Regions from separate parts of the Rattus norvegicus genome. Here region 1 is linked to region 2. The links are chromatin contacts, called in public Hi-C maps. All regions are on one chromosome and are shown on one strand. Each heading gives the region's core, a stretch centred on a gene start, on an enhancer-like site or on the middle of the called end of the contact. The rest is flanking DNA. Distances are from core to core; before and after follow the strand shown.

The links. Hi-C and Micro-C count contacts between places; a contact is called where the count stands out from the background.
Region 1: a contact with region 2 is called in a Hi-C map of Schwann cells, with 9 times the contacts expected there. The contact joins two enhancer-like sites. A contact is called at or near these places in 4 of 12 Hi-C or Micro-C datasets (the A7r5 cell line, Schwann cells, kidney and 1 more).

The regions. Positions count from the first base shown.
Region 1 is chr5:137,369,156-137,375,564 of GRCr8, forward strand. The region is part of intron 19 of Cfap57 (cilia and flagella associated protein 57); the gene reads right to left. Among named protein-coding and RNA genes, the nearest start is that of Tmem125, 24 kb to the left of the region's middle. Within about 2 kb of position 3,691, at least 14 of the 93 cell types and tissues checked have an H3K27ac peak or open chromatin away from gene starts, as enhancers often do. A contact at or near this core is called in Schwann cells, where this site is marked.
Region 2 is chr5:137,111,879-137,118,130 of GRCr8, forward strand. No RefSeq gene overlaps it. Among named protein-coding and RNA genes, the nearest start is that of Ptprf, 20 kb to the left of the region's middle. Within about 2 kb of position 1,698, at least 7 of the 93 cell types and tissues checked have an H3K27ac peak or open chromatin away from gene starts, as enhancers often do. A contact at or near this core is called in Schwann cells, where this site is marked.

The DNA.
Region 1 (6,409 bases), core at 2,441-4,940, 260 kb after region 2:
TCTGTGCTCTTTCAAACATCCACAGTGCTGCTTTCCTGGAGACTCTGGATAGGCTTTAACTTGCATACGCACGGTGGCCCCTGGAGAGGCTAAATCCGCTGGAGATTTACCTACTTACGATTGCCTGATATCTATCTACTTATAAGTCTTTACTAGGTACCTGTGCTGGCTGGTTTTGTGTCAACTTGACACAGTCTAGAGTCCTCTGAAAGGACAGAACCTCAGTTGAGAAAATGCCTCCATAAGATCTGGTTGTAGGGTTTGTGCCATCCCTGGATAGGTGGTCTTGAGTCTGTAAGAAAGCAGGCTGAGCAAGTCATGAGGAGCAAGCCAGTAAGCAGCATCCCTCCATGGTCTCTGCACCAGCTCCTGTCTCCAGGTTCCTTCCCTGTTTGGGTTTCTGTCCCGACTTCCTTCGATGATGAACAATGATGTGGAATGTAAGTCAAATAAACCCTCTCTTCCCCACCTTGCTTTTGGGTCCTGGGGTGTTTAGAAAGGTAGACAAAGGGAGTGGGGCTGTCTCTGACTCCTTTGCCTGCTCCTCCTGGGTTGCCTTGTCCAGCCTTGAGGGTTTATGCCTAGTCTTATTGTAACTTGTAAGGCCGTGTTTGATGGGTATCCCTGGGGGGCCTGTTCTTTTCTGAAAGGAAATGGAGGAGGAGTGGATCTGGGGGTCGAGGAAGGAGGGGAAACTGCAGTCAGGATATAATAAAGTGAGATATGGTCCCTGCTCTTGGGGACTTTACAGTTCAGTTGGGGTAGGAACACATTTGTGCTGCTCTGGCTTGCTGATGTGGAGGACACAGGCACACAGAAAGACAATCTTGTCTGAAGGACAGATGGACTCTTAGGAGTTGACCCCAGGGCTGAGGCTTAAAGGACTTAGCAAAGAAGAGAGACAAGAACGTCCTGGGTCATGGAACAGCAGGACACGGGGACACAAGTAGGACATGGCCAATATGGGGTGAGTTTCTTTCTTTTTTTTTTTTTTCTATTTTCCTGCACCTCAAATCTCTGCCTTCCACTTCACACTTAGCACGAGGGTCCTCCTCAGATATCGCCAGGGAGGAGTCCCTGTCCCTGTAGGTATGGAGCAATTGGCCACTTTGTTCTCAGGGCCCATAGCCTCAGGGTTCAGCCTGTTTTATACATGTCCGCAACTAAATCAACTCAGCATAGTTAAATGGAGCTGCTGAATCAGTGGTTCTGGTGCAAGTTCCGAAACTATTTCTTCTTTGTATGAGAGACAGACAGAGAGAGAGAGAGAGAGAGAGAGAGAGAGAGAGAGAGAGAGAGAGAGAGAATGTATTAGATGTGCATGTGCACGTCTATGTGGGCATGGTGGCTAGAGGGGGACATCAGGTGTCCTGCTGAGACACAGTCTCTCACTGGGCCTAGAGCTCTCTGCCTACAGCTCTCCCACCTCTTCTGCCCACAGCACTGAGGTTGCAGGCACACACAGTCACGGCAGCTGTGTATGTGGGAGCAGGGCGTCTTCACACTTGTGCAACAAGTGCTTCACCTACTGAGCCATTTCCCCAGCCCAAGTCTCTGTTTTCCTAAGTGGCAGTGCCTGTCTCCATGCTCTGTCTATTGGACGGTGCGGTTTAGGACCACATGGGGGCACTGCTGGGTGGGGGTGTCGGGCCAGAGCTTGGAGGACAAGTCCTCAGCTGTGAGGAAGCACCTGGGGAGCCCTGGAGAGAGCAGGGCCTGCTAGAGAGAACCCAGAGACCCCCTCCTCAGAGACTCTCAGTTTAAGCGCAGACCTAGACCTTTAGAGTTTCAGCAGGCCACTACATCTCAACACTGCACACTTTAAAGATCCCCTCCATGTTGGAAGCAGTTCCCTGCCAGTCCCCATTCTCCAGGCCAGGCCCCATGCCTGTTTTTCTGAGCTGGAGGGTTTTCTCCATCTAATGCCTTACTTTTTTAGGCCCTGATGACAGTCATTCATCTTCCTTTCCAGGTGCTGTAGTAAAATTCCCTGCCCGCCTCCCCTGGGTCTTTTCCAGGCCGGCTTTATACCATAGTGCGACTGCTTCAATACAGTTCTTTAATTGGACACTAAGACCTAGGGCATCGCGCTGCATGGGAGGTGCTCAGTAAATATTTGTGGGCTGGATAAGCAGGTGAAGAACGTGGTGGGCACAGAGACCGAGGAGAGGGTCTTTTGAGAGCCACAAAGAACTGGGCATACTTACGGGCCTGGGGGCTTGCTGGGGGTGGGGGCGCTTTTTTTTTAACCTCTCTTAGCTGGCTTTGTTTAGCTTCACTTTTGCCTCATTCAATAAAAGTAGAACACTGGGACAGAGACTAGAGGCTATGGGTGCCCTGTCTAGTCCTCTCAGGTTCCTCTCCTAGGCACATCCAACCATTGTGTCACTGAGTCCCATCAGTTTTGTGTTTCGGCTGTCTGGCAGCCCCTTTCCTCTAGTGGAATGACTCCGGGCAGAGTCCTAGGTTCTCCCTACCCCTCGGCAGCCCACGACCCTGTGACTGAGATTTCAGGCTCCTGGTACCCTGTGGTGTGAGTCCCTGTCTTTGACCCCACTGCCAGTTTTTTGACACCTCCATGATGAGCCCCTCTTTATTCCCCCTTATTATTTTATTTTATGTGTATGGGTGTTTTGCCTGAATACATCTGTGTATCATGGGCATGCTTGGTGCCCGAGGAAGCAGGAACAGGACATTGGATCCCCCGGAACTAGACTTACAGATAGTCGTGAGCTGTGGGTGCTGGGAATTGAACCTGAGTCCTTTGGAAGAGCAGCAAATCCTGTAAGCCACAGAACCGTCTCTCCAGTTCCATGGGACGCCATCTTAATGGAGTGAAACTGAGGCCAGAAATCAAATGGAGCCCAGAACCCTGCACCTGCTCTTGCTCCTTCATTGGCCCTTTACCTCCAATGCCTCCGTTCCTGATAGTTATCTGTGAGCTGACGCTAAAGATGGAAGTCTGTCTTGGCTGTAGTCTCTGGTGTCATTTGAGTCAGAAGCAGAACCTAACCCAGTGAGAGGCAGAGACGACGACGACGGAGGGTGGAGAAGGCTATCTCAGCCAGGAGTCCCGAGGGAGCAAACTGAAAGGAAGGCACCACTGCTGTGCTGATAAAAATGACGCTAAGAATAACCGAGAGGCTCGGCAGCCTCCACACGCTCGGTGTGCGCGCATCACCTCCTTCAGCAGCCTCATGGGGAAAGTTTCTCAGATTCCTGTGGCTGTGAGGACGTTGAGAAAGTGACTAATGGGAGTTTGAGTATGGCTGTGTCCGCCTCCAGACTGGTGCCTTGTTCCTACTTGTCTACTCTCCTCTTTACGTCAGTCTTATTCCAGTGGTTCAGACAGAAGGATGGCCAAAGATACGCCCACAAAGACACAATGAGTTCCCTAAAAATGTTTTCTAGGGGAGCCTAGGTTCTGAGGAACCCAAAGGTCAGAGTGATGTCAACTGCGTGTGACTTTGTAAATTAAATAAATAAAAAAAAAAAGATAGTGAGCTCAACAACTTTCAAGTTTGGAAAATCCCAGAGCAGTCTGCAGACACTGAGGTGTTCATGCGGAGGCTTTGAAACAAGGTAACCAACCAGGGCCGCCTTAGGCCTTTGGAACAGAGAAGTGAAGTCTTGGCTGAACTTTCTGATAGTGATGTCAGGGAAGGGAAGGAAAGGGAAGGGAATGCCCATAGCTCCCCCTACTGGTTTCTCTGAGTCAAAGCCTTTAAGAACCTGATCTGGCCAAGGATGAGGGTTGTGATCTAGGGAGCCTCACATCTGTTAGCAGGATCATCTACCTGTACGGAAAAGCCTGCTGGTTATCTTGCTTCCTTTTCCCACCACACTCCCGTGCCTGACATGGCATCTCAATTCGTCGTTTCTACTCTGATATGCCTTTGGCGTTGTCACATTCCTCTCTCCAAGATCTTTTATTTACCCCTAACCTGACAGGTTTTCCTGTCTCACCTGCTTCTTTGCTCACCAGACTGAATTCTCTGCTAATGGGGTCCATCTTTATGAGACAGTGACAGCTGTGCCCGAGAAGCACTCTGCTCTACACTCAGGATGAACCGCGACCCAAGGCTGCTCCAGCCAGCTCTTGCTGCCTCAGATGCTCTGCAGTAAACTGAGGTCTGTGGGTTCAGGAGCCCCCCACATTCTACGCTTTTTATCAAGCTTTTGCCTCTGCCTAGAAGCAGGGCTCTTCTCCCAGCTGGCCCTCAGCTACCCTCTAGCCACCCTGGGGCCAGACTCCAATGACCCTCACTCCTTTAAGACTTCTAGGAGCATGTTTCCCTCCTCGGGCCCACACCACTGGATAGACATAATGGTGGGCGTCCCTCAGGAGTTCTCTGAGGGTGGCGATACTTTGTATCGATCTTGGAATCCTCTGTGGCGGAGACACAGCTTGTTGTGTAAAAAGACCGTGGAAAATGTGTAGGGAAGGAATAAAGTGTGTATTCTAGGTGTTTGGATTGCACAGCGACTTGGATTTCCATATTTGTATAAGCTGGGGAATGGTGTGGAGAGGCCCTGAGCTCCTATCTGGATATACAAATGAGATGGTGGCCTCATTCTTTTTCCTCAGTTGTTTTCCAGTGAGTTGCTCAGCCGCCAAGCCTGCCCTGGCTTTCCTTAGCCCATATGGGATAAAGTGTTGAGGACCTGGGTGTGTGCATCTGGAGTCAGTAGCGTTCCTCTTTCCCACCCCAGGCCACAGGCCTCCCTGGCCATGAATGATGGACTTTTAGACCCATTTATTTCCACAGTAGCTCTCGACTGATTCCTTTGCTGGGGTAAAGGAAGAGAAATGGCAGTTTTTGAGCCCCAATTCTGTACCAGGACAGTGGCTGCTGTTTGTCTTGGCCAAGCATTGTACCAGTCCCTGGGGCTGGTGTCATTTGTCCCATATTACAGATAAACAGAGCAGTTTCTGGAGGCCCCCAGTCTCCTGGCCAAAGAGCGGCAAAGTGCTGTTGCCTTGGTCTGCACGGACACTGTGTCTGCTCACTTCCCACATCCTGGGTGAGAATACAGCCCCTAGATGGGCTTTGCATGCATAGACCACGCAGCCTCCTGTGACTCTGGCCTGGCCCTCTTGCCTAACCTCAAGATCAAAGAAAACAGTCTTGGCACCTGGAACAGTAGTTCTTTAAAAGAGAACATTCTTTTTAAAGTGTCTTCTGAGCTGGCCATGTGGCTCAGTGATAGAATGTTTACCTGATGTGCGCAGAATTCCTGGATTCAATCTAGCCCTTGGGAACTTTTTGCAAGCCAGTCTTACCTAGAGCCCCTGATGTAATCAGTAAGAAGTCTTTGTGTGCACGTGGGATGGTGCTGGTGGGACCCAGAGCCGTACCCCCAGGTTCCCTTCTTGTTTTCAGATGGTGTCTGGGTCACTTTTCTAGATCCACAGAAGTCACAGCACACAGGTTTCCTTCCTCCTTCCTTTCCTCCCTCCTTCTCTCCCTCCTTTCCTTCCTCTCTTCCTTTCTTTTCAAGGCAGTTTCTTTGCCTTTTGGACTAGTTCTGTAGAACACGCTGGCCTCAAATCTAGAGATCCACCTGCTTCTGCCTCCAGGGTGCTGGGTTTAAAGGTGTACATCACCACGTCCTACTAACACACAGGTTTTAATACTGTTTAAGACAGAAGACTTTCTGCGATCTACCTCACAGGAGCATTGGTTGAATCTGTTCTTCTGCCCCCTCCTACCCAGCATTCTCCAGGAAATGGGGGAGGGAAAGAAATATGGCGTCTGCCCTAGTACCCTCATGCAGGTATCTGCACTTTGCAGCAAACCTCCGGTCTTCTCTTCCTTCTTTCCTGGAACTGACTTTTGCTTTGGACTTCTACTTGTTGTGGAGAGAGGGACCAGCCCCCAGAAGTCCTCAGGCTTATGTGCTGAGGTCCTCCACTTGGCAGTGAGACAAGGTGACAAATACTGCTGTCACCCTGGCCTAGCTTCCTGTGCTTGAAGCCCATGTTTTAGATAGCCCTGGCTCTTAGCAGGGCTGTGTGTGGTTGCTGGTACCAAGGGACCGACCAGTCACATCTGCTCCTCTTTCCCGGTCTCTGAATATTTTTATGGTCTAGAATAGAAGTGATCTGAATGGATAGTGGGAAGGGGTGCTGGTTTTAAAATGGGAAAGAGACCAGCTGTGCCTTGGTGTGGCCAGGATTTGCTGTGTTCTCTGCCCAACTGCGTGTAACTCTACAACCTAGTATCTGGTTTCAATCCAAACTGCACCCTGTTCCCATCCCAGTATTTCAATTAGGACGTTAAAGAAATGTAACCATAAAACTATGTGCCCCATGCGATTCTGATGTTCTCTTTTGATATAAATTCTTATCAGTTGCCTCAGATGATACTGACACCCAAACGGAAATCTGGCAGAAACATCTCGATGG
Region 2 (6,252 bases), core at 448-2,947:
ACCTGGAGAAAGTTGTCATATTTGCTAAGGACATTGGCTTCTTCCAGGAAGCCACACTAAGCCTTGGGCTGGGTTAGTGAGTTACCCCACCTAAGTCATCACCATCTCCATCTACATGTTTCCCTCATCTAAGACTGTAAGGACAGGCGAGATGTATCTGCTTCCTCCATTGCCTTATTCCAGTGGTGAGCAAGGGCGCCGACACTCAGCGAGTGCCTGGTATATATTTATTAAAGCAGTAAAGGTCGCTTTTCCCCTTCTGTTCACAAGGAGCCACCAGATGTGAGTGACCATGTGAAGAAAGTTTTCCTCACCAGGGCTCAGACAGTCACACCTCAGTCTTCAGTGGGTCTGGCGTCTATGGAAAGAGGAGCTCATCTGTCTTTTCGGCTTACCACCCTGAATGTCAGTAAGTGTGAGGTCTACTTGGTGGCCCTGGACCTCTCTCTACCCAGTTTAGTGACTGTGACACTCACAGGTAGAAGGGCAGGAGCCCCGTCCTTCCGCTACCCCATGGCTGAAGGCAGCAGACTCATTCAGAGATACATACTGCAGCCACCACGGGCATCTCAGTCTCTCAAACTATTGCTACCGGTCCCATTCCTCACCCACCTTTTGGTCCCTGTTTAGTGTAGTATATGTGAAGGTGGGCAGAAGAACCCTGGAACCACCATGTTCTGATCTCAGGATGTGTAGCACCTGGCTGCACACAAACTCAAGAGAATGAAAGCAGAGGCTTTGGGCCTGGGGCCATGTGGTGAGAGAGAAAAATCTCAGGGGGCTGGGACTAGATCGCACGTTAGGAAACAAAGCCAAGTCTCAGACCAGATTGACAAACTCTGAGCTCGGGGTCCATGTGGACCTGCCCCCACTGCCCTGCTCCTAGGCCTGGCTGGGAGGCATGTCCTTGTGCTCATATGTGAAGGCCAAGTGACGTCTCCTGGTAGCTCTGTGTCTGCTGTGTTCCAGCCCCAGGGTGCAGCGTGAGGCGAGCACCAGATGTCGGTTCCCACTCACTACTCACCCTTTGTCCAGACCCGGGGCCCACTGGATGCCCCTCAAATTCATGACGTCAGTACATCGCTTAGTTGGTTGAAATCAAATTACATTTCAGCCTGAGTCCCCACCCCGCCAGATCAGCAGGAATTCTGTTATCTCTCGTGGCTGCCTTTACCCTCTCCTTGCCGAAAGTGCAAGAATTCTGGGGCTTTGCACAGCCCCAAAGTTGGTCCATCTGCGCTCCCGAGCCTGACAGGGAGAGATTTAAACAAATACACAAACACTGACCATCACTGTAATGGGGTCTCCACTATGCACTGCCCCCTCTCCAAGGCCCCCCTTTCCCGGTCCCAGGCCCCCTTCATCACAGGCAGTTCCTTTTATAGACCCTTCCCAAAGTTGCAGCCTTTAGTCCTTGGTGTTTTGGGTTTTTGTCTTGTTTTGTTTTTCATCCACCCACAGTCGCTTTCAGGGTGGCTGTGGTAGACAATGCGGTTTACCTACCCTCCTGCATGCCTCCAATGTCAGGAAGATCTCAGAAGGCACAACTATCAGACGGCCAGTTTTCCTTCCTCGGTACAGATGGGAGAGAAAGGCCGAGCTTCTAGAACACAAAAGCCTGGCTAATGTCTTTGCTTCCTTGCCAGTGAGTCACTGTGGTGGGGCATGACACGGGAGCTAATTTCTCAATGGAACAAGCTGCTGATGACCTCACCCTAGCAGGACTCCCTAATGTCCTTATCACCAAGTGAAGCCACCCACACCTGCTCTTTCCTGCCCATCCCCACAGTTTCTAAGGGACTGGAGGTTGCTGTCCCGCAGATGCTCTGGTTCCTTCAAGGCTTCCTCTTTGCTGCGTCCTGTTCTCTGTCGTGCTCAAGGCTCTCCTGCCCTGAGTAAAAGTTCCCTCCCTCAGGCCCACACCCCCTCCACGGGAAGAGACTGAAGCATTCCTTCCATCTCCCCAGCAACCACCTTCACTCTCCCAACTCTTGCTCACTTCTGGGTCCACTGCAGATCAGGTTTGGATGATCACTAACTTCCTCTTCTGAATCACATTCTGTGTGGATAGTGTGTGTGTGTGTGTGTGTGTGTGTGTGTCTGTGTCTGTGTCTGTGTGTGTGTGTGTCTGTGTGTGTGTGTATGGTATGTGTCTGTGTGTCTGTGTGTATGTGTATGTGTGTGTATGTGTGTGTGTGTATGGTATGTGTCTGTGTGTCTGTGTGTGTGTGTGCGTGTGTGTCTGTGTGTGTATTGTATGTGTGTATCTGTGTGTGTGGTATGTGTGTGTGTGTCTGTGTCTGTGTGTATCTGTGTGTGTGTATGTGTGTGTCTGTGTGTCTGTGTCTGTGTGTATCTGTGTGTGTGGTGTGTGTCTGTGTCTGTGTCTCTGTGTGTGTGTATTGTATGTGTGTATGTGGTATGTGTGTGTGTGTATCTGTGTGTGTGTGTTTATGTGTGTATGTATGTCTGTGTGTGTCTGTGTGTGTGTCTGTGTCTGTGTCTGTGTGTGTGTGTCTGTGTGTGTGTGTATGGTATGTGTCTGTGTGTCTGTGTGTCTGTGTGTGTGTATGTATATGTGTGTGTATGTGTGTGTGTATGGTGTCTGTGTGTGTATGTGTGTGTCTGTGTGTGTGTATTGTATGTGTGTATCTGTGTGTGTGGTATGTGTGTGTGTCTGTCTGTGTGTATCTGTGTGTGTGTGTATGTGTGTGTCCATGTGTCTGTGTCTGTGTGTATCTGTGTGTGTGTGTCTGTGTGTGTGTATGTGTGTGTGTGTGTGTCTGTGTGTCTGTGTCTGTGTGTATCTGTGTGTGTGGTGTGTGTCTGTGTCTGTGTCTGTGTCTCTGTGTGTGTGTATTGTATGTGTGTATGTGGTATGTGTGTGTGTGTATCTGTGTGTGTGTGTGTGGTATGTGTGTGTGTGTGTGTCTGTGTCTGTGTCTCTGTGTGTGTATATTGTATATGTGGCTGGGAATGCAGATGAGTGTGTGGAAACCAGAGGGCAACCTCGAGTGTCTGTCCTTGCTTTGTTGGTGACAGCGTCTCTTGTTGTTCACCACTTTGCCTCATTAGCTGTGTTATAAACTTTTGGGGATTCTCCTGCCTCCGCCTCTCATCTCACCAGTGTGGCATCTGGCATTATATGGGTTCCCCAGTCCCTGTAATGATATCCATCGGCTGTGCCTCCATGTTGTGTCTGACCTGGTGGACTTCCCAGCACCTTTGGCTGCTTCGTGCTCCACGTTGAGTTACATCTATGCCCGCTACACAGTTCTTTGTCCTTGCTGTCGCAACGTCCATCTCTTATAAGAAGTGTGAATCGATCTCTGCCTCTCTCCCTCCCCTCCCCCTCTCCCTCCTTGTCCCCCCTCCCCTTCTCCCTCTCCTCATCTCTGTCTCCCCCCTTCATCTTTCCGACTTTTCCTGGGTTTCATGTTGCCCACAAACTCTCTGTACAGCTGAGGATAACCTGCAACTTCGGATCCTTCTGCTCCTACCTCCAGAGTGCTAGGGTTACAGACCAGTGCCACAAGGAGCAGTGTATGTGGTTTGGGAGCTCAGACTCCAAGTTTCATTCATCCTGTCTGAGCACTCCATCATCTGAGCTGCAAACCCCCTCTTCTTAGTGCACACACTGGTCCTTGTCCTCGTCCCTTCTGCACCTCACTGTCACATCAGGCTCCTCTGCTAGTGACCACCCCCACCCACCATCCCCACTGATGCAGTACCTCTCTCCTTCCTTCCTCCCTTCCTTCCTCCCTTCCTTCCTTCCTTCCTCCCTTCCTCCCTTCCTTCCTTCCTTCTCCTCCATGGCCAACTTATGTCCCAAACCCTAACGCTTCATGACACTCTTGTCAGTCTTCCAAGCTCCTTTGCCTCCCGCCTTTTTCTCATCATGTCCGGATAGCAAAAGCCCAGCTCTGAATGAGTCCTCCTGCCTTCTCCTGTCTGCACTGGAGCAACCAAGCGACACTGACACTCATTTTGTTCTGTGTTTGAAAGAATGAACTAGAGGAATAAGTGCATGCAGCAGAGAGAGGCCAGAGATTCTCAGGAGGCGGGAATCCCAGAGATGTGCACAGGGGACCACACCCATGCCCAGGAGGACATACAGGGTCAGCTTCCCCATGGGACAACAAGCACTACCCTGAAGGTTTCTATTCACTGGGGAGCCTGGCCTTTTGTGGAAAGTGGGGTGGGACCTGAGAGTTCCAGGCGACACAGGTGAAGGGGTTCAGAAGCCAAGAGGGGCCCCTTGAAGCTGCACAGTAACTTTATGCTGGATGCTCAAGTTCTCAGGGACTCCCCATCCACTGCCATCCTACCCTCCACCCCCAAGACGCAGCGGGCACCGGGCACCGAGCAGCTGGCTGAGGGAGCCTGACATTTAAAGAGCTGCTGACCGAGGTCTGAGTAACACCCACAGCACAGATCACTTCCCCTCGCTAATGCTTTACTTTCCTCTTTGTGAAAGGGGATAAAACAGCAGAATTGGAAGCAGGACACAAAATCGTGTTTGTAAAGCACTTAATCAGAGCACACCCTAGGTTCTAGAGCTTAGAAGCTATTTGATGGTTTTAGAATTAGCATAATCAAGCTTCTAATAGCATCGGCTTGGAGAAGCATTTTACAAGCTCATTTTGCCAGGTCTCCTCTACTGGATAACCCTGACTACTCTCCAAGGAAAGCCCAGCTTTCACCCCCCCAACGGCCTCCTTTGGCACATGCCCTACCCTTGTCTAACCCTACTTTTCCTTCCTTGTGCTTTAAACTCTCAGACCCCTTCAGACAAGCTTCCCTCCAGTTCCTGTCTAACCAAGGAAGCAGCAGCCTTCCCAGCGGAGGCTGCCATTCCACAATCACGGAGCAGAGGCTGGGCAGTGCCTTCCCGCTCTAAAAGCCACTCCCCGATCATTATTCCTGCAGCCTCAAGGAAAAGCCCTGCTCACTTCAGGCTCCTGCCATCTGACTCACACAATCCCTTCATTCAACCAAGATTTATAGAGTTTCAGAGTCTCTCTCTCTCTCTCTCTCTATATATATATATATATATATATATATATATATATATATATATATCCCCTCCCTCCCTCCCTCTTTTTTTCAGAAGGGCTTTAGGTACACTGGCCCGGTGGCAGCATCTGTAATTTCAGCCCTCGGAAACGGGGCAAGATGATCATGAGTTTGAAGCCAACTGGTTACATACTGAGACCCCACCTCAAACAAGTAAGCCAACAAATGAGCTGGGTCAAAATGCGGGCTCCGGTGAGGGTCTTGAGGAGGGTAAAGGTGATGTGGAAGGGCAGGAGGGAGCTGCCAGGGCTCAGGGAAGGGGGATCGGACATCAGAATCCAGGTGCTGACTGACTTCAAGAGAGGTGATCCCTGCCAAAAAGGTTTGACTCATGATTTGAGTATGTTCATTATAAATTATACTTTAAATTTCATATAGGGGCGGCTGAGACAGTAAAAGCACTTGCCATGTTAATCTGTTGACCTGAGTACAAGAGAACGGATTCCCCAAAGGTGACCTCTGACCTCCGGATGTGTGAAGTGGCACACGTCTATACCCCACTCACAGAGAAAGCTCATATAGGTTACCTCTCTCCAGTATAGGTGAGTTTTAGCTAACCTAAACAGGGAAGTAGAACTCTTTCTTTTAAGTACTTATGGACTTAATTTATATAAAACAGGAGCAACGTATAATTCGGATGTTATCTTTGCTGCTTCACATGGCACTTGTGAAAAGTCCAAGCCACTCAGAAGGAAGACTAGAAAATAGTGTCGCGCACGCTACCGAGGGTGGGGACTTTTTAAAAAGTTCAAAAGTTAGACAAGCCATATCTTCTTAGTGCGCTCATCACTGAAGAAGATCCAGTCTGCTGTCCTGCTTGAGCTGCAAGGTCAGGAACTCGTTCACCATGGTATAAATAGCCTAAGCCAGGCTGGGAGATGGATGGCTGGGTGGTTAGAGGACCGGCTGCTCTTCCAGAGGACATGGGTTCAATTCCCAGCACCCACATGGCAGCTCACAACGGTCTGAAACTCCAGTTCCAGGAGACCTGACACCCTCACGCAGACATACATGGAGACGAAACACCAATGCACATAAACTAAAAAGAAATAAATTTATAAAAGAAAATCCTAAGTTGCGCAGGGATCGCCTCTTGATGTTGACCAGCACCTGGGACTTGTGGATGTTCCATCTCCAGAAAACTCTGCTTTCTTCCCTGAGCCCTAGCAGCACCGC